Linked DNA regions of Mus musculus: regions 1, 2, 3, 4, 5 and 6 are each linked to region 7. The links are chromatin contacts, called in public Hi-C and promoter capture Hi-C maps. All regions are on one chromosome and are shown on one strand. Each heading gives the region's core, a stretch centred on a gene start, on an enhancer-like site or on the middle of the called end of the contact. The rest is flanking DNA. Distances are from core to core; before and after follow the strand shown.

The links. Promoter capture Hi-C pulls out the DNA fragments that hold promoters and counts their contacts. Hi-C and Micro-C count contacts between places; a contact is called where the count stands out from the background.
Region 1: a promoter capture Hi-C map of pre-B cells shows a contact between it and region 7. The contact joins the promoter of Naa60 here to the promoter of Usp7 in region 7. A contact is called at or near these places in 2 of 39 promoter capture datasets (cranial neural crest and pre-B cells).
Region 2: a contact with region 7 is called in a Hi-C map of B cells, with 6 read pairs. The contact joins the promoter of Ubn1 here to the promoter of Usp7 in region 7. A contact is called at or near these places in 1 of 39 promoter capture datasets (cranial neural crest) and 1 of 484 Hi-C or Micro-C datasets (B cells).
Region 3: a promoter capture Hi-C map of pre-B cells shows a contact between it and region 7. The contact joins the promoter of Mrtfb here to the promoter of Usp7 in region 7. A contact is called at or near these places in 2 of 39 promoter capture datasets (pre-B cells and second pharyngeal arch cranial neural crest).
Region 4: a contact with region 7 is called in a Hi-C map of B cells, with 5 read pairs. The contact joins the promoter of Ubald1 here to the promoter of Usp7 in region 7. A contact is called at or near these places in 1 of 39 promoter capture datasets (cranial neural crest) and 1 of 484 Hi-C or Micro-C datasets (B cells).
Region 5: a Hi-C map of embryonic stem cells shows a contact between it and region 7, with 6 times the contacts expected there. The contact joins the promoter of Nagpa here to the promoter of Usp7 in region 7. A contact is called at or near these places in 2 of 39 promoter capture datasets (cranial neural crest and second pharyngeal arch cranial neural crest) and 1 of 484 Hi-C or Micro-C datasets (embryonic stem cells).
Region 6: a contact with region 7 is called in a promoter capture Hi-C map of hematopoietic stem and progenitor cells. The contact joins the promoter of Eef2kmt here to the promoter of Usp7 in region 7. A contact is called at or near these places in 3 of 39 promoter capture datasets (cranial neural crest, hematopoietic stem and progenitor cells and liver).

What each region holds. Positions count from the first base shown.
Region 1 is chr16:3,883,247-3,885,946 of GRCm38.p6, forward strand. Naa60 (N(alpha)-acetyltransferase 60, NatF catalytic subunit) reads left to right here and starts at 1,373. Exons shown (of 7, transcript NM_029090.3): 1 at 1,373-1,560. It also overlaps a transcript of Zfp597 not described here.
Region 2 is chr16:5,048,639-5,051,338 of GRCm38.p6, forward strand. Ubn1 (ubinuclein 1) reads left to right here and starts at 1,419. Exons shown (of 19, transcript NM_026666.4): 1 at 1,419-2,143. Glyr1 (glyoxylate reductase 1 homolog (Arabidopsis)) reads right to left here and starts at 1,272. Exons shown (of 16, transcript NM_001079814.1): 1 at 1,168-1,272; 2 at 112-148. The coding sequence starts at 1,205.
Region 3 is chr16:13,255,049-13,257,748 of GRCm38.p6, forward strand. Mrtfb (myocardin related transcription factor B) reads left to right here and starts at 1,433. Exons shown (of 17, transcript NM_001122667.2): 1 at 1,433-1,506.
Region 4 is chr16:4,878,448-4,881,147 of GRCm38.p6, forward strand. Ubald1 (UBA-like domain containing 1) reads right to left here and starts at 1,404. Exons shown (of 3, transcript NM_145359.2): 1 at 1,170-1,404. The coding sequence starts at 1,289.
Region 5 is chr16:5,202,607-5,205,306 of GRCm38.p6, forward strand. Nagpa (N-acetylglucosamine-1-phosphodiester alpha-N-acetylglucosaminidase) reads right to left here and starts at 1,406. Exons shown (of 10, transcript NM_013796.3): 1 at 1,291-1,406; 2 at 735-1,193. The coding sequence starts at 1,376.
Region 6 is chr16:5,254,638-5,257,337 of GRCm38.p6, forward strand. It overlaps Eef2kmt (eukaryotic elongation factor 2 lysine methyltransferase), which reads right to left and starts at 1,319. Exons shown (of 8, transcript NM_027446.2): 1 at 1,204-1,319. The coding sequence starts at 1,299. It overlaps Gm15983 (a long non-coding RNA gene), which reads left to right and starts at 1,326. Exons shown (of 3, transcript XR_003951974.1): 1 at 1,326-1,374.
Region 7 is chr16:8,736,892-8,739,591 of GRCm38.p6, forward strand. It overlaps Usp7 (ubiquitin specific peptidase 7), which reads right to left and starts at 1,451. Exons shown (of 31, transcript NM_001003918.2): 1 at 1,313-1,451. The coding sequence starts at 1,394.

The DNA.
Region 1 (2,700 bases), core at 123-2,622, 4.9 Mb before region 7:
GGTTCTTACACAAAACAAAGAAAATGCATACATAAAAAGATAATGGGAGCCAGGCCTTGTTTACAACTGAGAATAGAAACAATCCTTAATTAAGATCAGCCAAACACAGGAGCCAGGTGAATGCTCTGATGCAATGCTAGTCTATTGTTAAACCCACCTACAGTGGTCCTTTAGTAAATACCTGATTATGCTATTCCTCTGGGCCTAGTGAAAAACCTGCACCAGGGGAATTCCATTCTACTAACCCTTTCATGAGTAATACTCCAACCCACCTATTTCCTAGGCCATTGTGTATTCCTGTGTTTGGGTGAAACTCAGCTATTGTTCTAAGTAATTACTATGCAGACTGGCCCTGAGCTTTTCTAGCTCTGTTCTAGTAAATTGTAATGTCTGATTATTTTCACTGTCTCTACTAGAAGTGAATTTGAATGTTACTGAATAGGTAACATTCTTACTGAATTCCAAGCTCAGGGTCAGGACATTGGAACACTGACAAAGGCTTAGCTATATGTCAAAATCAATCCTTAAAGGCACTTATAATAAAACAATACTGAAAGAGAGCACACGAATCCATACACCAGACTAACGCTGGGACAGGGTTTGAGTATACGTGCTATTGGAATGCCAAGGCTCCAGGAGGCGAAGTTTCCGTGAAAGTCTTCACCTCATGACTGCTTCCAGGTTTCTAAACCTGTAATGCGAGTCACTACTGGAGTGGATGTAGCACTGATGTATTTCTTGGATATTAATATTTTTTTAAGGTTGGTTGAGCCTTTGACTACATACCATTTTAGTTATCTAAAAGCAAAGAATAAACTGTTGGTCAGCAAGCTTTTCTCTGGTTACACGAACTGAATTATCTCTGAATTACATCTGGATATAGAACTCCCACCCCCACCCAGCCCTGAAGGCCAATGTCACTTGTCCACTGCAATGATAGCTCACGACCACCCTTCTGTGGCTGTCAGCGCGAGCGCGGGGCGGTGCCTTTTGAGTCAGGGCTTCTAGCAATCACCAGCGCCAGCATCTATTAATACTAACCTCCAGTGGGGGAAGAGCAGGCCAGCGGCGGAGCCGTGCGTCTCAGGACTAGGGAGGCCTCGGAGCTCCTCTGACCCGCTTGATCGAGGAAAGGCGCCCTCTGACCCGCTTGATTGAGGAAAGGCGCGGAAACCCCGGCCCGCCGCCGCCGGTGTCCACGCATGCACGCAAGGGCAGCTGGGCGGCTCGCAGCTGTCTTGAGCTTCCGCCGCCAGTGCGGGAGGCTTCGGGAGCAGGTCCCGCCAGCGGCCAGAGGCTTGCCAGCTCCCAACATGGTGGCGGCGGCGTCAGGGAGGGCGGTGCCACATGGCGTAGCAGCCAATGATCTTCCGGGCTGCGCCGCCGGCAGCACAGGAGAGGCGGAAGTGCCGCGGGGCCGCCTTCCCTGTCCCGGCTGCGGCCCCTGCCGGTTACATAATCTGTCGCGGGGGACCGCGCAGTCCCACGTCCGGCTTCCCGGCTCCCCCAGGATGCGCTGAGCCTTGAGACACCGTCCGCTGCCGCCGGCTCCCGTCCGAGGTGAGGCAGCCGGGGGCCTCGGCGGGTGCAAATCGGGGCGGTGAGGAGGTCGCTGTCGCGACACCGAGGGCACTGCCCGCCCGTGGGAGGCCGGGTTTTCCGGAGAGCCCCTTACCCACCCCTGCGCGGGGCGCTTCTTAGCGCCCAGTTTGTTTCCGTGACGGCGGCGAGGGGCGCGGTGGGGCGTCGGGAATTGGCCTTTCTGGGGACCCTCAGCCAGTAATTGCAGGAATTGGGAGATGGAAAGGCGGCATCCTCTGGTTTTGGAGGTGAAGGGTCTGGTCGACTCTTCTAGCTCCAGCCTGCCTCCCTTAAGGGACTTGTTGAGCTGGGGGTAATTGTCGACTTTTTGCACGCGTGAAAGCCGAGGACCCTGCTTTAGGTCTGTCGCGTCTTTTCATTCCAGCAGTACTTTTGGTATTCCGGCACATGGAAGCTAAGCGGACCCTCCATAATCGCCTCTGACTTATTTCTTCTGAATTGGAGAAAACATTTGCCAAGGAGAAAAGGGGATCTATGACCAGTGCTGCTGTCTTGGGCTGGGGCTGTGGAGAGGGTACTCTGGGCCTTCTGAACCTCCAGCAAATGCCTGCCTTGCTGGTGTCAAAACCCAAGGCTTGGGGAGCCAGGCTGCAATAAACATAAACTTTGGCTCCTTTATTGATCTCTTAACTCTGCCAAGTCCCAGAGCCATGTGCTTTTGGGTCATTCTTGTCACCCTTTGGTCTTGAAAGAAGAGACTCACAGCCTAACTCTGTGGCTCCTGTGGTGTCTGGAGTGCTAATTAAGGAAGTTGCCAAAGAGCTTTTCCTTTTTCAAAGTACTAGAAACATAAAATCCCTGAATTAGTCTTGGCTTGTCTGCTGGCTTGTGTGACCCAGCAGGCAAAGTCATGTTACTCCCGAAATCATCTATGCAAAGACTTGAGTCCACAAAACCATGTGACATGGAGGAGAGTTTTAGAAGGCCTGTGACCTTGTTACCAGCCGAAATGTCAGGAAGAGGAAGGTCTGGGACAAAAACAGCATATAAGTACACACAGAGAGAGATGCACACACCAGTGAACTGCGAGTTAGTACAATGTGATTAAAAACTAGAGGATGCCGAAGGGCCATCGTGCCAAAGTAGTACACTGCTCAT
Region 2 (2,700 bases), core at 169-2,668, 3.7 Mb before region 7:
TTATCAAAATGAGCCCATTTTAAGTCAGTGTTAGAGAATGGAGGAAATTCAACATGTTAACCCTCTCCCTTAGCTTCAACTACCTTCTTTTAAAACCAACAATGCACTCACCTTTCCTGGCCAGGGAGGATACCGGCCCAGTTTCCCCCTAGAGAAAATAATACAAACAGTCAGAACTTGCCCTGGAAAAGCCAGTCCATCTCCTTCAGCCCACTCAACAAGCAATCTATGCTTCTAACTCTAGGCTGAACAAAAGGGCCAGAACAAAAGCAGGCAAACCAGATGGGTCTTTCACAGCTGGGCTCAGGGCCCTCACATATTACATACAAAACTGTATATATATATATATGTGTGTGTGTGTGTGTGTGTGTGTGTGTGTGCCTGAGATCTGTGCACTCTTCCCGAGAAGGAACATAGAAAAACAAAACCATCAGGACGTCACTGGTCTGGTACCTCCCTGGGAGAGTGTTGGAAACTTCTCTCTGTAAACACAGACTTCCCTAAGACTGATTTAATTCACCCCATGATCGGCTTTCCTTTGACAAATGATCATGGAAACCTTCCTCTAGGTAGGGAAACTACGCAGTTCCAAGGAGACAATGGTCACTCTTGGTTTTGGCTGTTGCAGGGGACACAAGGAACAGAACGAGAGGCACTGGATCACCGCCTAGCCATCATTTGCAAAGGAGAAGTCACCCTCCCCTCGGTTTCTTCATGGGGCAGCGCCGGGCAGTCGGATTTCGCCACCTGGAACCAAGCCTCGAGCCCACGTCTGTCCCAACCGAACGCGGGTATGGACGGCTCTGTCTCTAGCAAGGTATCCTCTCCTGCTTTGAGAGGAGGTCCGGAGAGACCCTGGGACTCCACGCCACGCCAGAGTTCTCTGCAGTGGCAGCTGGAGCCAGAGTTCTAGAGCCGTAACCCTCCCCTGGGATGGCCTCAGGGTTCAGAGCAGGGACCGCCGCGGCCCCTCTCGGCCTCGGTCCCCCGGGGACCGGACAGCCTCTTCCGCTCAAGCGTCGTTCACACCGCGGCGGCACCTCCTCTTCCCCACTCTCCGCCGTCCGGAGTGCATAATAAAACTACTCCTGGGCCAGCTGGCAACCCTGCGACCAGGAAAAGCAGCTTCGCGCCGTCTTTCGTTCAGCGCTGGTCGCCAGGACTCACCACACCAAGTCGCCGAGCCGCAGACTCACAGCCGCCATCTTACCACCCAACCACCGCCGCCGCACGGGCAGCCGGGAACTTCAGGTCGCCGCGGCACCGCCCATTGGAGTTGGCCTGACCACGTGACGGGTGTTTGCTGTCATCCGCCTAGCGGATGCGCTGACGTCACCGCGCCGCGGCCGTCCATTGGACTGCTTGGAGGCACGTGACTTGAGCGCCGCGCTCTCAGCGCGTCGAAGCCCAGAGACTCCAAGCTCCCGCCTCCCCCCTCCCCTCCGGCTCGTGACAACGAAGCATCCGCGGTCCAAAGCAGCGGCGGCGGAGGCGGCGCGGCCGGACTAGCGCGAAAGGGAGCCGACTGTGCTGCCCGCTCGCTTCCGGGACTCTAGACTCATTTCCAGTCTTTCCCGCTGCTTCCGTTACGGCTGTTAGGCAGGCGCGGGCCCCGGGCCGTTGCCGAGCCTGAGGTCCCGGGCGGATAGGTGTTGGAGTCCGGTTGCTGCCCTGACTGACCCTGGCGCGGCCTGGAAGCCAGTCTCGGTCCCAGCCCGGGGCAGAAGAGGCCCCGGTTGCCCGCGAGCCCGCGCTCGGGGCGGGAGCTCCAGACTGCTGAGGAGCGCCCAGCTCGACAGTCGGCTTCCGGAGCGGCGTCCCCGCCAAGCGTCCTCGGCGTCGCCCGACTTGTTTTCTTGGACGTGGACTTGGCATATCTCGGCTCCCCCCGCTGGCTGACAAGAGAAAGCGGCAGTTTGTCGAGAGGCTTCCTTCCCGCGGGCTGGGGAGCCGGCCATGGGCCGCGGCGCGGGCCCTCCGCGCGCCCGCCTGCAGCGCTCGGGAGCGGGCCGCTGAGCCGCGCCGCAACCCGAGGGTCCCGGGCCGGCATGAGGACCACCACGGGGGGACGTCTACGGCCCGCGTCGGCTCTGGGGACAACGGTGAGCGCCGCGGTCTGGTCCAGCCTCCCGCGTTAGCCTTCGTAAGTAGTGTGACACTTTGCAAGAAGTTTTGACAGCTGGAAGACAGGTGACAGTAATGGGAACTGGTACCTGCCGAGGGGCAGGGCGGCTGCCCTAAGTTCCGTAGACCGAGTTGAAGCTCGACTTTGAGCAAGAAAAGTCTCACACCCAAGAAAAGGCGGCAGGAGTCTGTGTCAGGGTGGACTTAACTTACAGCTGTACTTTCTGAAGTCAACGCCTGCTCGGAAGGTGACGGGTTCACGCCCCTTTCCCCAAAGCAGTGTCCTTGTAGAGGCTTTGGTTGTCAATTGCTCTGAGAGATGGTGTGGTGGAGAAGCTGGGTGGTTGACCCCAGCTTGTTTTTTCTTTGGAAGAAGTACCACATTTTTCAAGGACTGTCATTTACATTGTGTGTTAATTAAACACGAACTGACCATTTAAAGTGTATTTAAGATTTCATAAAATTTGACAAATGTTCTTAATTTAGAAATTAGAGTTTTCCAGGAATTTAAGAATATTGTAATGACTTGTCTTTAAATGTAAATCTTTACAACTAAATTTAGAAACAATCCCATCA
Region 3 (2,700 bases), core at 183-2,682, 4.5 Mb after region 7:
TAAGCCAGCTCCAATTAAATGTTTTCCTTTATAAGAGTTGTCATAATGTCTCTTCACAGCAATAGAAACTCAAACTAAGACAAAGACCTTGTCACAAGGCAGTGCCAGGCCCTAGAGTCATGCAAATTCAAATACTGTGTTACTAAGACCATATGGGTATTTTCTTTATTGCAGGCTTCGGAAGTGTGATGGTTCGTATATGCTCTGCCCAGGGAGTGGCACTATTAGAAGATGTGGCCTTGTTGGAGTAGGTGTGTCACTGTGGGCATGGGCTTTAAGGCTCTCACCCTAGCTGCCTGGAAGCCATTCTTCTCCTAGCAGCCTTCAGATGAAGCTGTAGAACTCTCAACTCTTTCTGTACCATATCTGCCTGGTTGCTGCCATGTTCCTGCCTTAATGATAACGGACTTAACCTCTGAACCCGTAAGCCAGCCCCAATTAAATGTCCTTATAAGAGTTGCCTTGGTCATGGCAATTTTCTGTTTACAGCAGTAAAACTCTAAGGCACGAGGTTATGGGTACCCACTTTAGTGCATCTCACTATGCCAGCCTCTCTTCCTTAGAAGCAATTACTCTTAAGTTTTCTTTTGGGAAGAAGTCACACCGTAATGCAGTGGTTCTCAGCCTTCCTAATGCTGGGACCCTTTAATACAGTTCCTCATGTTGTGGTGATCCCCCAACCATAAAGTTATTTTGCTGTTATGAATCAATGTAAATGATACACAGAATCTGATATGCGACCCCCTGTGGCCCCGAACAGCTGACCTAACTCCACGAATGCCCTGGCTCTATGTCCATGAACCATTCTATCCTGGGTTCTCCCACTGTTTTCGAACATATTTTGCTTTTAGGGCTCTACAGAGTTGGAGAAAGTGTGAAAAGCGTTCTCTTGTCTAGTTGCATTAAGATGGGTTGCAACAGACCCCCTATTGGGGTCACTTCTTCCACTCGGAAGAACTACAGAGGGGTGGAGAGTGAGGCAGGGCTCAAGAGGAGGGGTTCCTACAGGTGCGGGTGTGGCATCAGAAACGCACCGACTCCACAGGCCGGTCTGCTCGTCCGCTGCAACCTCCTTCTGGAATGGGGAGGCGGCAAGAATGCACTTAGTGAGGCAGCATGAGCTGTTTGCTTGCTAGGGTAGCCGGCACTGACTGACCATCTATCTGACTGGGAGCAGCCAGAGCTTAGGCAGCAACCAAAGAGCTCCCAGCTCCGCAGCCCAGCTGCGCATGCGCCCCGGGGCAGCCAGGTGAGAGCGCGGCGGGAGCGGGCGGCCTCGCACCTGGGTTTTAACTTTTCCGGGTCAGGGGCGAGGGCGGATGCCGGGTGGGAGAAGGGAAGCAGGGTGTAAACCTCCGGGAGTCGGCTCGGCGCTACCTGGAGCTTCCAGGACGGGCTCCGTGCCTTCAGACGGGAGGAGGGTAAGCACGGGGGCGGAGCGAAGTCTCGCGAGATCCGGTGGTAGCTGCGGCAGCGGTGGCGGCGGCGGCGGCAGCGGCCGGGGAGGTGAGCGGCGAGCGGGTGCGAGGCGGCCGTTGGGACTGAGGCAGGGGAGAGCTGCGGAGGGCGAGGCCGGGCCCCGGGAGAGGGACGGACGGAAGGCCCGCGTCCTCGGTGGCCCCTCGAGGTTGCTGCGGCGCCTCCGGGTGCGCGCTGTCCCGGGACTCGCGCGGGGCGGGGCGGGGCGGGGCGGCCGCGGTCTCGGGGCTACCGGGTCCGGGCTTCCCTCGTCGGGGGTCCCCTGTGTGCGGCCGCGGCCCGATCTTCCCGGGCAGCCTGGAGTTGGTACCAGGCGCTTCGCTTGCGCGCTCCCACGCTGGAACTGCAGTGAGGTGCAGCAGCGCCTTGGCCGGAGCCACTCGACGGGGACGTGGTGGGATGGGGACGGCCCACGCCCCGGACTCACCTTCCATCCTCCTCCCCAGCCCTGCTCGCGGCTCTTCCCCTGGGGTCCCCGCGGGGCTGCAGAGGGTGTGTCTGCAAGCCCTCCCGAAATTGCACGCACGCAGCGTTCCGGGTTTCCAGGGAGAAAGTTTTCCACCGCTTTTGTTCTGTCCCTGAAACTTTGCCTAGTTCTCAGTGTTCAGAAGCTACCCTTTGGCCCTGTGTATGAGCAGACGCGGTGTGACAGTGACGAGGGGTGCGGCGGGTGTAGGGTCTCAGGCCACGAGGATAGCTCAAGGTTTGCCTCAGGCAAAGAAACTTTGAAAAGTTTGATTCTTTTCTGAAGCTTGAGATCGCACTCTTAGGATGAGCGGTTGTGAAGTTCCTAACTTTTGGTTCTGTGGCAAATGTTTGCCACCCTGACACGAAGTTCATACTATATCTTCCTATACGTGATCCAAGGTCAGTAGAGTGCTCTCCTTTAGATGTGAAGAAGAAATACGTGCTATGGCGTTAGTGCAGCCCAGACACCCAGCTAGGTAGGACGTAATATCACGGACCCTGCGGCTAGTGAGTATGTTTGGAGACACACACTCACGTATGTACGCATGCACTTGTGGGACAGTGAGTCTCAAAGTCAGGAACAAAGATTGGGACCTGAGATAAAACCGTGTTACTTGGGGTAATTGATGCTAATGAGAAAAACAATGTAGGCTGACTGACAGCGTGCAAGATAAATCACAGCCTGTCTCTGGTTAGGCTCAGATAATACAGCCCTCCAGGGATGCTGTATTCCAGGCTACATTGTAACCAATA
Region 4 (2,700 bases), core at 154-2,653, 3.9 Mb before region 7:
ACCTCCAGGGGTAAGCAAATCCAGGCTAAAGGAAGAAGCCTTCCCTCTCTTGCATAGGGACATTGGCCTGGAAGTCTAGCAGGGAGTAGATAAACAGATCGAAGGCTTGGTATCCAGAGCTGGAAGGGCTACAGTCTTCCCAGCCTGGGGAGGTTCTGATCCTGCACCAGGAAGTTAAGCCTTGGTCTCCACTTCCTGGCTTTTCCTACTGAAAATGGGATGGTTCCCACTGGGAAGCCAAGCTCTGGGGTCTCCAACTGGGCACAGAATACTAGACTGGCTCTGGTTGTGACTCACACATGTACCCACACAGCTACAAGCCAGAGAGTCTCATCTCGATACCCACAAGTGGTGAATGTGGGGTTTTGAGTTAGAGGAACAGAGGCATCTTAGTAACACAAAAGACTGGGCACATAATCCTACCGGTCAAGAGAAACCTGGGAGTAGATGAGAGCCAGACTGACCTTCCCATCTTCTGTCTAAAATGCCCTAAAATAAGTGAACCGTATACAGTACACCATCCCAAGATACAGGTTCCTTTGTCAGGCCCGAGGATACCCAGGTCTTCATAAGGATCCCGCCCCGGTGACACCTTTGGAGTGGGCTACACACATACAGACTCTCGTAATTTACTCTGAGGATCCAGCACACCACCCATACACTCCATGACGTATATGAACATACACCGCACCATACCCAGCACGATTACCATCAGCAAACCACCACCTATGTACACGCTGCACACACACACCAAACATGACACAAAGGTATCCTGTATCAGACACGCACTCGAGACGGGCTTTGAGTCCGCACACGCGCCCACATGCCCACAACCTTCGATGTGCCCTGCTGACGCCCAAGCGCGGTGCGTGCGTAAATACAAATCCACATGTACGTGTGCGCACTCCCGCAAACCGCCCACCCGGCACACCGACCCTGAGACCGCTCTCTCCAAGCGACTCCGCCTCCGGCACGGCCCTGGGCGTCTTCCAGGCGGCTGTCTCCTCCTCAGCCGTTACCGGGACCGGGGGGGGGGGGGTGTTGGGGGAGGGTATCCAGTCCTGATAGCGGGGTTTCCGGGGCTCTGGCCTGGCGGTCGGTGATGCCCGCAGCCGGCACCCCGGCACGTGTCCACACCGCCCGCGCCCGTCCCCGGTTCCCCTACGCACCTCGAACTGCCAGTGGGCCGCTTGTAGCAGTTGCTTCGCCTGATCGGCCGCACAGCCCGCCGTCAGCACGAACTGGTTGATCATGACCTGGTGTTTGAGCTCGTCCATGTTCACGGACATGGCGCCGCCGTGCAGCCCGCTCCGGCCTCCCTGCGCGCTAGCCTCACGCGTCCACCATTAGCGAGCCGGCCCCGGCTAATACAAATATTTACTGTGCGCTCTGACTCACCGCGCCTCGCTGCCCCGCGGCCGGCGAAGCATGCTGGGATGTGTAGTCCGCGACGCCCCCGCCGAACGGACCGGGAAGGAGCGTGGACGCCCTCTCCCGAGCGATCTCAGTGGGGCGCGCAGCCCGTGCCCCAGGCTGAGAGGCGAAGTTGCGAACCAGGGACCATTGCACAAGCTTGCCTTATCACTGGGCCCTGGAGGTCCTGTGTGCTGCTGTGCTTAGCATCACAATATTAATAGGCGCGCTCTTAGGGGACTCTCTGATAGCTTTGGTCCTACTCCACTGCCCTAGGCTGAAACACTCCTAAAATCCTGAGACTTAGAAAACGCTCGGTATCGCAGAGCATCTGCCTTTCAAGGCGCTGCTAGAAATCACCACCTCCTGGAAGCATTCCAGAGCTCGCAAGGCATCTTTGCCTAACTCTTGGCCAGTCGTGCAGGAAGAGCGTCTTAAAAAAAAAAAAAAAAAAAAAAAAAAAAAAAAAGACAGCCCCTGCTCCGGAGCCTTGGCGTCCCCTTTCTTTCAACTCCCACTTTCCCACGCAAAAGAAAAACTTCCAGCAGCCTGCTGGCAAAAGGACCGCGCGGAGCACGTACAGAAACGGCCACGACTGCCATTCCCACAATGCCCCGGTTTATTTGCATCTTTCTGTCCCAGTGACGTCACCTGAGTGAGGTCGCGACTGTACCAATGGGCCGTCACGGGGTGTTAGGACCTGGCCATATAAGGTAAACAAAGCTGGCCGCCCAATGAGGCGGCGGCGGGGGCGGGCGCATCACGTGGCGTGGGGGCGGGGTCGGGAGCTGGGTGCGTGATTTCGCAGGCGGTGTTTACAGCCCCGCACATGCCACTTCCGGCTGACGTCGCGGTTGGTAGAGTGGCCGGTCGGACGTGGAAGAGTCGCCCAGAAGCTGGGGGGAGGAGAGGGCTGGCGTTGTCTTCTCGGCTGAGAGACGTTGCCCGGGTTCTTTGCTCTCACTGGCCTCACCTTTGACCTGGCCCCCTGTAGAACCAGCCGGGAGGGGAGGCGTTAGGTCCGAAAGCTTCATTATAGCGACACTGCCCCGAGGAAGTAAGCGCAGGCCTCGGAAGCCAACTGCGGGCTCTTGAGACGTTTTGATACACCTGATCCTTTGTTCTCGCTAGGACCGCTGAGGCCGTAAAGGTGTGGGGCCCAGTTGATACCTAGGGAAATGGAGTTCTATCTTGCCCTTCACTCCTAGGGGCTCTCCGATCGGGTGGCTGGAGGAAGATGGGAAGGAGGTGGGACTGAAAGATCCTTAGATAGGAAGAAAAGGAGGA
Region 5 (2,700 bases), core at 156-2,655, 3.5 Mb before region 7:
GGGAGATGGCTGGAATGTAGAGAGGTTGAAGGACAGAGCCAGGGAAGAGAAACTGCAGGCGCTGGTCACTGGCAGAAGTTTTAGGATCTGTGAAAACCTAAGATCAACAGTGGTGACACTGGCTGATGTTGAAGGATGAAGAACCAGATACATGGGCAGGCCCAGAAATTGCAACCAAGGGCTGAGAAGAGTTGGGGAAAGCCCACTTCCCAGCCTTGGCAAAAAACGGAACCTTGGAAGAGAACTGGAACACCAGATGGCGCTACCTTCTACTCCTGCCTGCCTGCTGTCAACTCTGGCTGCTGTCAAATTTCAAGAAACACAGAAACTTCCAAAGGCTGCCCTCAACAAGCTCCTTGTCTAACCTGGATTTTTATCAGGACAGCAAAAGGCCTCCAGCTAGCTGTCTGGGACTGCTCCATAAACTCTACACTATTTCCAATTGGTTCCATGGCTTCGTTGAACACGAAATGTTTCTCTAATACTACACAAAGTTCACTAGGGCACAAACTGTGTTCAGGCTCACGGTCGCCTCCCCAAGTCCCCACACACGGCCTGATCACAGATTATTCAGTGGCACATGAATAAACTTAAAGGAAGGAAGGTGTCAGCGTCATTACTCGGAAGAAGAAAGACAGGAAGTTTGGTTAGGGACCTGGACTCGGAGGCATGGCTCTGAAAGAACATCAGAGACCCTTTGCCCTCTACAGCCCCGGGGCTCCCTGCCTCCTCACCCGGTGACTATGGTTCCATCGCGTCGGATACCGAACTGCGCGTTCTGCAGTCCCCCTGAGCTGCTCACCAGCCGCCCGTCGCTCACCACGTTCCCCAAGCACTCGCCAGTGCTCATGCGGAAGAAGCCACCGTTCTGAGCGATGCGGCAACCGGCCGGGACGGCTGTGTCCTCCACAGTAGCGCGGCGCTTCTGCGCGCAGCCCCCGGCTCCTCCGGGCTCCAGCACCGAGAAAGTGCGTAGGGGATCGGCGACCCGCGTCAGGTGGCCGGCCACCGCGCGCCCCTCGAAGTGCGACACGAAGGTGCGCACGGCCGCGTGGTGGCTGGCGCCGGGGTTCGTGGGTGGCGGAGGCCAGCTCTCCTGCTCTGGGCTACCTGAGCGCACCCGGGCGCAGTCTCGCGAGGGACGTCTGCGCGCTAGTGGGTAAGGCAGCAGCAGGTCATCGTCGCGGGAAACCCTGCAGGGACGGGGCGATCGTGAGGTCGGAGGGCTGTGCCTGAGAGCGCTCAGGAAAGGTGGACCCCAGCCAGGCTGGCCCCGGCGGCTGCACTCACCCGAAGCTTAGGCTGCACCACGCCACCCCGAGTAAGCCGAGCAGCGCGGGTATGAGGAACAGCCCGGGCCCCCTGGGCGCCGCCATATTGGATTGGTGCTCCGGTCACGTGGGCTCGCCCCACGTGATTCCAGGCCAGGCTGTTGGGTGCTTTGATTACGCATTCGAATTCCATCAGAGAGGGTAAGGCTGGAAGGGAGATAGATAGCTTTTTATTCTCATATTATGTCAAACTTACAGAAAATTGCAAGAACAGATGCTGGGCCTGTGTAAGTCTGTACAGAACTTGCTTCTCGTGCTTAAAGCCCTAGTTCCTTCTGTGTTGCACAAACCAGAAGTGGTGGCCCACGCCACAACCCCAGCATTCAGCAGAGGCAGGAGAATCGGAAGTTAAGAGGTTGGCTATTCTTGGCTAGTTAGTTAGTTTGAGACCAGTCTGGACTACTTGAGACTTTATCTGAAAGACAAGAAGAGGAAAAGGAGCCTAGGGGGTAAGAGGAGGAAAAGATGGAGGAGGAGGAAGAGGAACTTTTAAGAGTGAAGCTCGAGGCCAGCCTGGTCTACAGAGTGAGTTCCAGGACAGCCAGGGCTACACAGAGAAACCTTGTCTCGAAAAACAAAACAAACGAGAGAGAGAGAGAGAGAGAGAGAGAGAGAGAGGCTTGCAGCCCACTCGTGGTGGTGCACACCTTTCATCCTAGCATTTGCTAGACCTGTCTGACTGGATTAACTCTTGTGTTTTGGGTAGCTTGGTTTATCTTCGTTTTTGTTTAATTTTATTTTTGAAGCAGGGTCTCTGATTTATAGGTAGGCTGGCTTGAAATTCAGTGTGTAGACTGGTCTAGAGCCTCTTGCTTCTACCTAATCCCCAAGTGATGGGATTAAAGGCACAGGTCCCCAACCTGGCCCTGTTTTGGGTATCTTAGAATGACAGGTCTCCACTCTTTCCTCCTCTTGACCAGAAGAAACTAGTTTTCCTCTAGGATATAGGAACGACTGGCGAGATGGCACAGCACATAAATGAACTCGCTGTGCAACCTGAGATGAAGACCCTGAACCCATGGAGAGGAGGAAGAAGAGAATTGGCTGTAGAAAGTCTGATCTACATGTGTGCACCACTGCCTATGCACCCACTTGTATCTCACACACAGACCATAATAACTGACTGACTCAAGCTTTCAGGTGACAAGTGTCCTGTGTTATAGTAAGTCCCGAGCCTGGGATCCTCCTGGCGAGTGTCCCCTTGAAGCACGGCTTGTGCTTCAGTGCTGCCTGTCAGAGGCTGCTCTTCTTAGGGCTTACCCAAAGGCAGAGCCCAACGCAAAGTCCAGTTCCTGACCTCCTCAGGGGCATTGTCAATCTAGTAGGTGCCAGGGATTTGAATAGGTTTAAGCCCCTTTCTGTCTACAGT
Region 6 (2,700 bases), core at 69-2,568, 3.5 Mb before region 7:
TGCGGGGGTAACAAGGAGAAAGCAGACCCAGTCAAGGCTCAACAGTGGACGGCAGAATTGTAAAAGCAGACAGGCTGGCCATGGTCAAGAGCTAATGAATCCGCACTTCCAAGACCTGCACAAGAGCTGTATGTTTCTAAGGGCTGCTGCCAAGGGCTGAAGAAATCCAATACCTTGGCCTGCTGGGAAGCTCGCAGCCAAAAATGTCCTAAGAACTCCCGGAGGGCCAAGGGCCCTACACTCAAGAAACCTGCAATTACTGGTCTTGTCTGCCTACAGCCGGCACAGAAAAACACAGTCAGCAGAGATCAGCACTCCCAGAACTTTTTGTCTATCTATGATTTCTAGCTGGGCAAAGGAAAAGAAGTCCAGCTGTTTAGTAGCAAGAGGCTGCTATCATTGTATCCTTTACTGTATTAATTAGAAATGATGGCACAGAGATGTAGCCTCTTGTAAAGTCCCACAGCACACAGGGGGTTGAATTAGAACTATAAGCAGGAAGCTGGCCTCCCCGGCCAGAGCTCTGATTCTTTCCTTCTTAAACTCCTGGTCAAATGGAGTGACCACAGACGCCAGTGCTGTGCACTGTGGGTGACCCTGAGCAAGTACTTAGCACAGCACATGAACTATTATTACAGTTGACATTGAATAAGGACTTATATGTTATTCGGGTTTCGTTTTGCGTTAAGACCAGAGATATTTTATGTCGATGAAATAATACAACTACCCAAACCACCCAACGAAACCGGGTAGACTCTGGAGGAATACAAATCTATAGTAACTCATGCCGGTGAGCTCACCGCACAAGAGTTAACAGCGAGGCACGCTCTAAAGGATCCTCGCGTCCGAGCTGCAGGTCCCCAGGCCACAGGGAAGCACCATTTTCAGTCCGAACTCCCTCTGAGACGGTTCTGCCTGAAGCCTGCCCTTCGGATGGGGACCTGGCCTCCTTTTCAGGAGAGCGCGGCTCTTGCCATTTGAAGACGTTTAGTTTTTCAAAGTTGTTTTGCAGTCGCCAAGATGACCGATTACTGGCTTAAAAGTTGCTAAAATAATCCAGCCCGGTTCGTGACCCTGTAAACCCTGCCGGGGAAGGGCCCGCCTGCCTCCCCCAGTCCAGCGGTGAGCAAAGGCGGCCCGAGACTCCCGGCCCCGCCGCCCGTGGTGCTCGACCCTGATACCCGCCGCACGCCCGCCGCCCACCTGCCAGGGAAAGGAGGGCAGCGCGCGAGCCGCCAGGAAGCGGCGCTCGAAACTCTGCAGCAGAGACGTGGCCCCCTCGTGGTCCTCAGGCGCCATCGCGGGGCAGGGCCAGGGTTGCCTGGAAACGGGCGGAAGCGAGGCCTGAGACGGAGGAGGCGTGGCAACTAGGAGGTAAGATGTGGGCGGGGGCTAGTCTATGTTCCGGCCCAGGAGGCGGGGCAAGATGGTGCCCGCGGGGCGGGGAGTACGGTGGGGCAGGGTTAGAGGCGGACCGGGCCGGGTTGGGCCTGACTGGGGAGCGTTTTAAACAGTTCCTGGAGCTGGAGCTGGCAACTTGGAGGCGAAGCCTAGACTGGCTTGGGGGCGGGGCTCAGAGGGCGGTCCTTGGCAGGAACTGGGGGTTGGAAGGTGGGCCCGAGCGGGAATGGGGGTGGGGCTGAGATTGAGGTTGAGCAACTCTTAGCCGGTTGTCTTTGGGTGGTCTGGGGCGAGCTCAGATCAGCCGGGGGCGAGGCTAGGGTGGGTCTGCCCTCGAAGTAGCCGAGGAAGATTTTTGGAGGGGTCTAACCCCACCTGGGTGTTAGGAAGTGATACCTGGGATCCTTCAGCCTACCTGCGCACGCACACGCGCGAGTGCGCGCGTGTACACACACACATCCACGAAGCCAGGTCAGCATAGGGGACCAAGGAGTTGGTCTTTATTCCCTGAACTGGGTTCATTTAAATAAAATGAACTGAGATTGTTTCTGTGGGGTTTCATCTTTTAATTTCTTTACGTTATTTGTGTATATGTGTTCACACACACACACACATATAACAGTAACAGTATCTGCTCTGAAAATTAGTGCACAGAATTGCAGAGGCTTCCAGCAGGAGTTTTGTTTCATCTTGCAAGGAATAGAATCTGAACTAAGAGTGGGAGTTAGCTGCAGTGGGTGGCAGAGTATTCTGTTCAAAGTCCCTAGAGTTGAAAGGCAGGACACTGGCAAGCCACCCCTGTTGTCCTCCAAGTGTGCACTGTCATTCAAGGTGTAACAGTTCAGTTTAGCAAATGTCTCAAAATCTCCATTTGGAAGCTTCTAGAGCTAGCTTGTTAAATATACTTGCAGAATGTTGATGAAGGGGACAGATTGTATCCCATTACCTCCTTTAGACAAGAAATCCTGAGGTTTGTTTTGGAGAACAACAGAAGGGAATTAATTACAGTCAGGTCTGTGACCCTCCAAAAATCCAGGCCAGCATAGGGGACCAAGATGGGATTGGTCTTTTATTCCCTGAGCTGACTTGATTTAAATAAAATGAACTATGATTGTTTCTGTGGGATTTTGCCTTTTAATTTCTTTACATTGATTATTTGTGTATGTGTGTGTTTGTGATCCACCACACATAAATAGAAGTCAGAGGATGGCTTGAAGAAGTTGGTTCTTTCCTTCTACCATGTGGGTTGAACTCAAGCCATTTGGCAAGTGCCTATACCCACTGAGTTATTGAAGTAGC
Region 7 (2,700 bases), core at 201-2,700:
TTTAGACGTGCATGAAATTATAGCATAAAAGGAGTACACTAATCTCCCAAAGGTGAGTTCCATCAGCTATTTGGTTTAATCGCACTTGCCAGACACTCTGAAATTACTGATTTGCTGAGGCCAAGAGAAACAGCCTAGTCCTTGGCATGAACTTCAGCTTCCCCCTTCCCCCGGCCCCCTAGGGCCTTTTTCCCTCTGCTGCATGGTCAGACAATTGTTTGATTCCCACTGATCACCATCAAGTTATTCACAGGGGGGGTCAAGAGTCAGTATTCCTAGCCTAGAGCATGCTACATCATACACAACAAATACAGTTTTACCCCAACTTCCTAGGAACCTTCATTCATTTATGAAAGCCACTATCACTTGCTGAACGGTCCATTCATTGCCCCTCACTGGGATTCCTGCCTGTCTGACCCCTTTAGGGCAGGTAACCGCGCATACTGCCTTCACTTAAAGTACCAAGTCAAAAGAAAAGAAAATGACCAACCCAGCATGAGATCCCGAAGCCAGAGTCCCTCCACTGCGCTTTCACAGCAAACCTTGATAGCGAAGCTCTACAAACAGTATAAAATCCAGTACCAAGATAAATTCCTGCGGCTCCGGTAGAAAACATAGTTACCTCCAGAACTTAATCTGCTTCTGCAGTAGGCCAGCCATGTGCGGCGGAACTCCATAGTTTCAAGCACACTTTTTAGCCGGACGTGGACGGCACCACCTACAGCCAGGTACCCAAACTCCTCCACAAGCCCAGGTAACTTATAAACTAGGCGAACCTGAGTACTTTCCCAGCAAGTCCAAAGGCTGAGGGCAGCTGCGCGCCTTGCAGGTGTCTCCGCAATTAAGCGCGACGCCCGGCAGAGCGCTCGGAAGTTATTGGGGGGAGGCTCTCCGGGGGCGCGTTCAGAAGCAGGTGCAGGGGAACCTGCGCACCCGCTCCCATACCCACCCCAAGAGCTCAGGGGCCGGGGAGCAGGCCCAACCAGCCTGGCCAGAGCCACACACCCCGGAAAGAGGACGGTCCCCGGGGCCCGCCTCCCAACCTGGGTACCCGGAGCCAACACACCTCGATCCTAATTTACGACTCCGGCGCTTTGTGCCCAGCAGCCCGTGCGCTGCACAATGCGTGAACTCGGGGGTCCGGGGCCACCCCCCGCCGGGCCGCATGACTGTGCAGCCCCGGCCCGGCAAAAGCGCCGGGCCGAGCGGGGCCGAGCGGCAGCCCGGCCTGGTTAAAGATGGCGAGGCCCTCGCGTGGCTCCCGCGGCCGCCCGGACCACAATGAAAGCGCCGGCCCCGCTGCGGGCCTCACCTTCCATCTCCATGTCCTCGGGCTCGCTCAGCTGCTGCTCGCCCGCTTTCTGCTGCTGCTGCTGCTGCTGTTGGTGGTTCATGTCGGCCGCGGCCTGGGCCTCGCCTGCGGCCGGAGGCCCGGGCTGCGGGCCCGGCGGGCGGGCGGCTGCTAGCAGAGGCGGCGGCGGCGGCGGCGGCGGGGCGGCCTCCTCCTCTTCCTACCCGCGCGTCGTCGGCGGCGGCGGCCCCGGGGCGGCCCGCGGCGGGCGGCGGCGGCGGCGGCGGCGGCAGGGAGACGCGCACGTACTTGCTCGCGATTCGCCCAATCTCGGCGCCGAGGCGGGCGGGCGGCGGCGGGCCGAGCCGGGCGGCCTCCTCGCTCGCTGCGGCCGCCGCTGCCGCCGCCGCCGCCGCCGCCGCAGGGCCCGCCTCCCGCCGCCGGGGCCGGGGCTGCGGGGCCGCGGGCCGGCCGGGGGCGGAGGGCGGCCGGGCGGGGGCCGCGTAGTCAGCCCCGCCTCGGACCGGGCGCGGAAGGCTGGAGGCCGGGCGGGCCGCGGCGAGCCTGCGGGCCCGGGTGTGGGCTGCGGCGGCGACCGCTGAGGCTGCGCGGGCGGGTGACCGGCTGGCCGCGCTCGGGGCGCTGAGGCCTCCGCCTCCTCGGCGTCGTCGTCGGGGCTCCGGCAGCGGACGCGGCGCCCGGCGGCTCGGCTCGGCTCAGCTCGCTCTCAAAATGGCGGCGGCGTGAAATGTCACATCCGCATGGGGGGCGAGAGCGGAGCGAACGAGACGAGGGCGGGCGGCGGGCGGAGCGGGAGGCGGAGCGGGAGGCGGAGCAGGGAGCGGCCCGCCCGCCGCCACCGAGGAGCACCCACCCCGCGCGCCGGCCGCCCGCCCGCCAGCCCTGCTGGAGCGGGGCGCCGGGGTCTCCTCTGTGAGGCAGCGGAGCGCAGCCCAGGGCCGCGGGGCTCCGGCTGAGGGTAGGGGTGCTCGCGGGAACTGGGCTGGACAAGGAGCCCAAGGCGCGGCGCCGTTTTACGGCCCGTAACCGGCCCCGGGATTCTCACCCGGGCAAATACGTGGGAAACTTAACTCTTTTGCACCCTAGATCCAATAAGGCAAAGTGTAGTCCTTCGGCTCTCACCTATCCCAGCATTCATTTATTTCCTCTCTAGGAGATCAGGTTGGCCACGATCGTCCACTGGGAAAGAGTCTCTCGGGTAGTCCAAGCTGGCCTGGAACTTTTCATGGTGCTTGATGGACACCTGATCCTCCTGCGTCTACCTTTCTAAGTTTTAGGAGTCAAATTTTTTTAAAAGCGAACTTTTCAATACAAGAAATTTGAAGAGGGAAAATCTGATTGATTTAAGGCCTAAGCGCCAACTGACTTGGGGGGGGGGGGGTAGCACA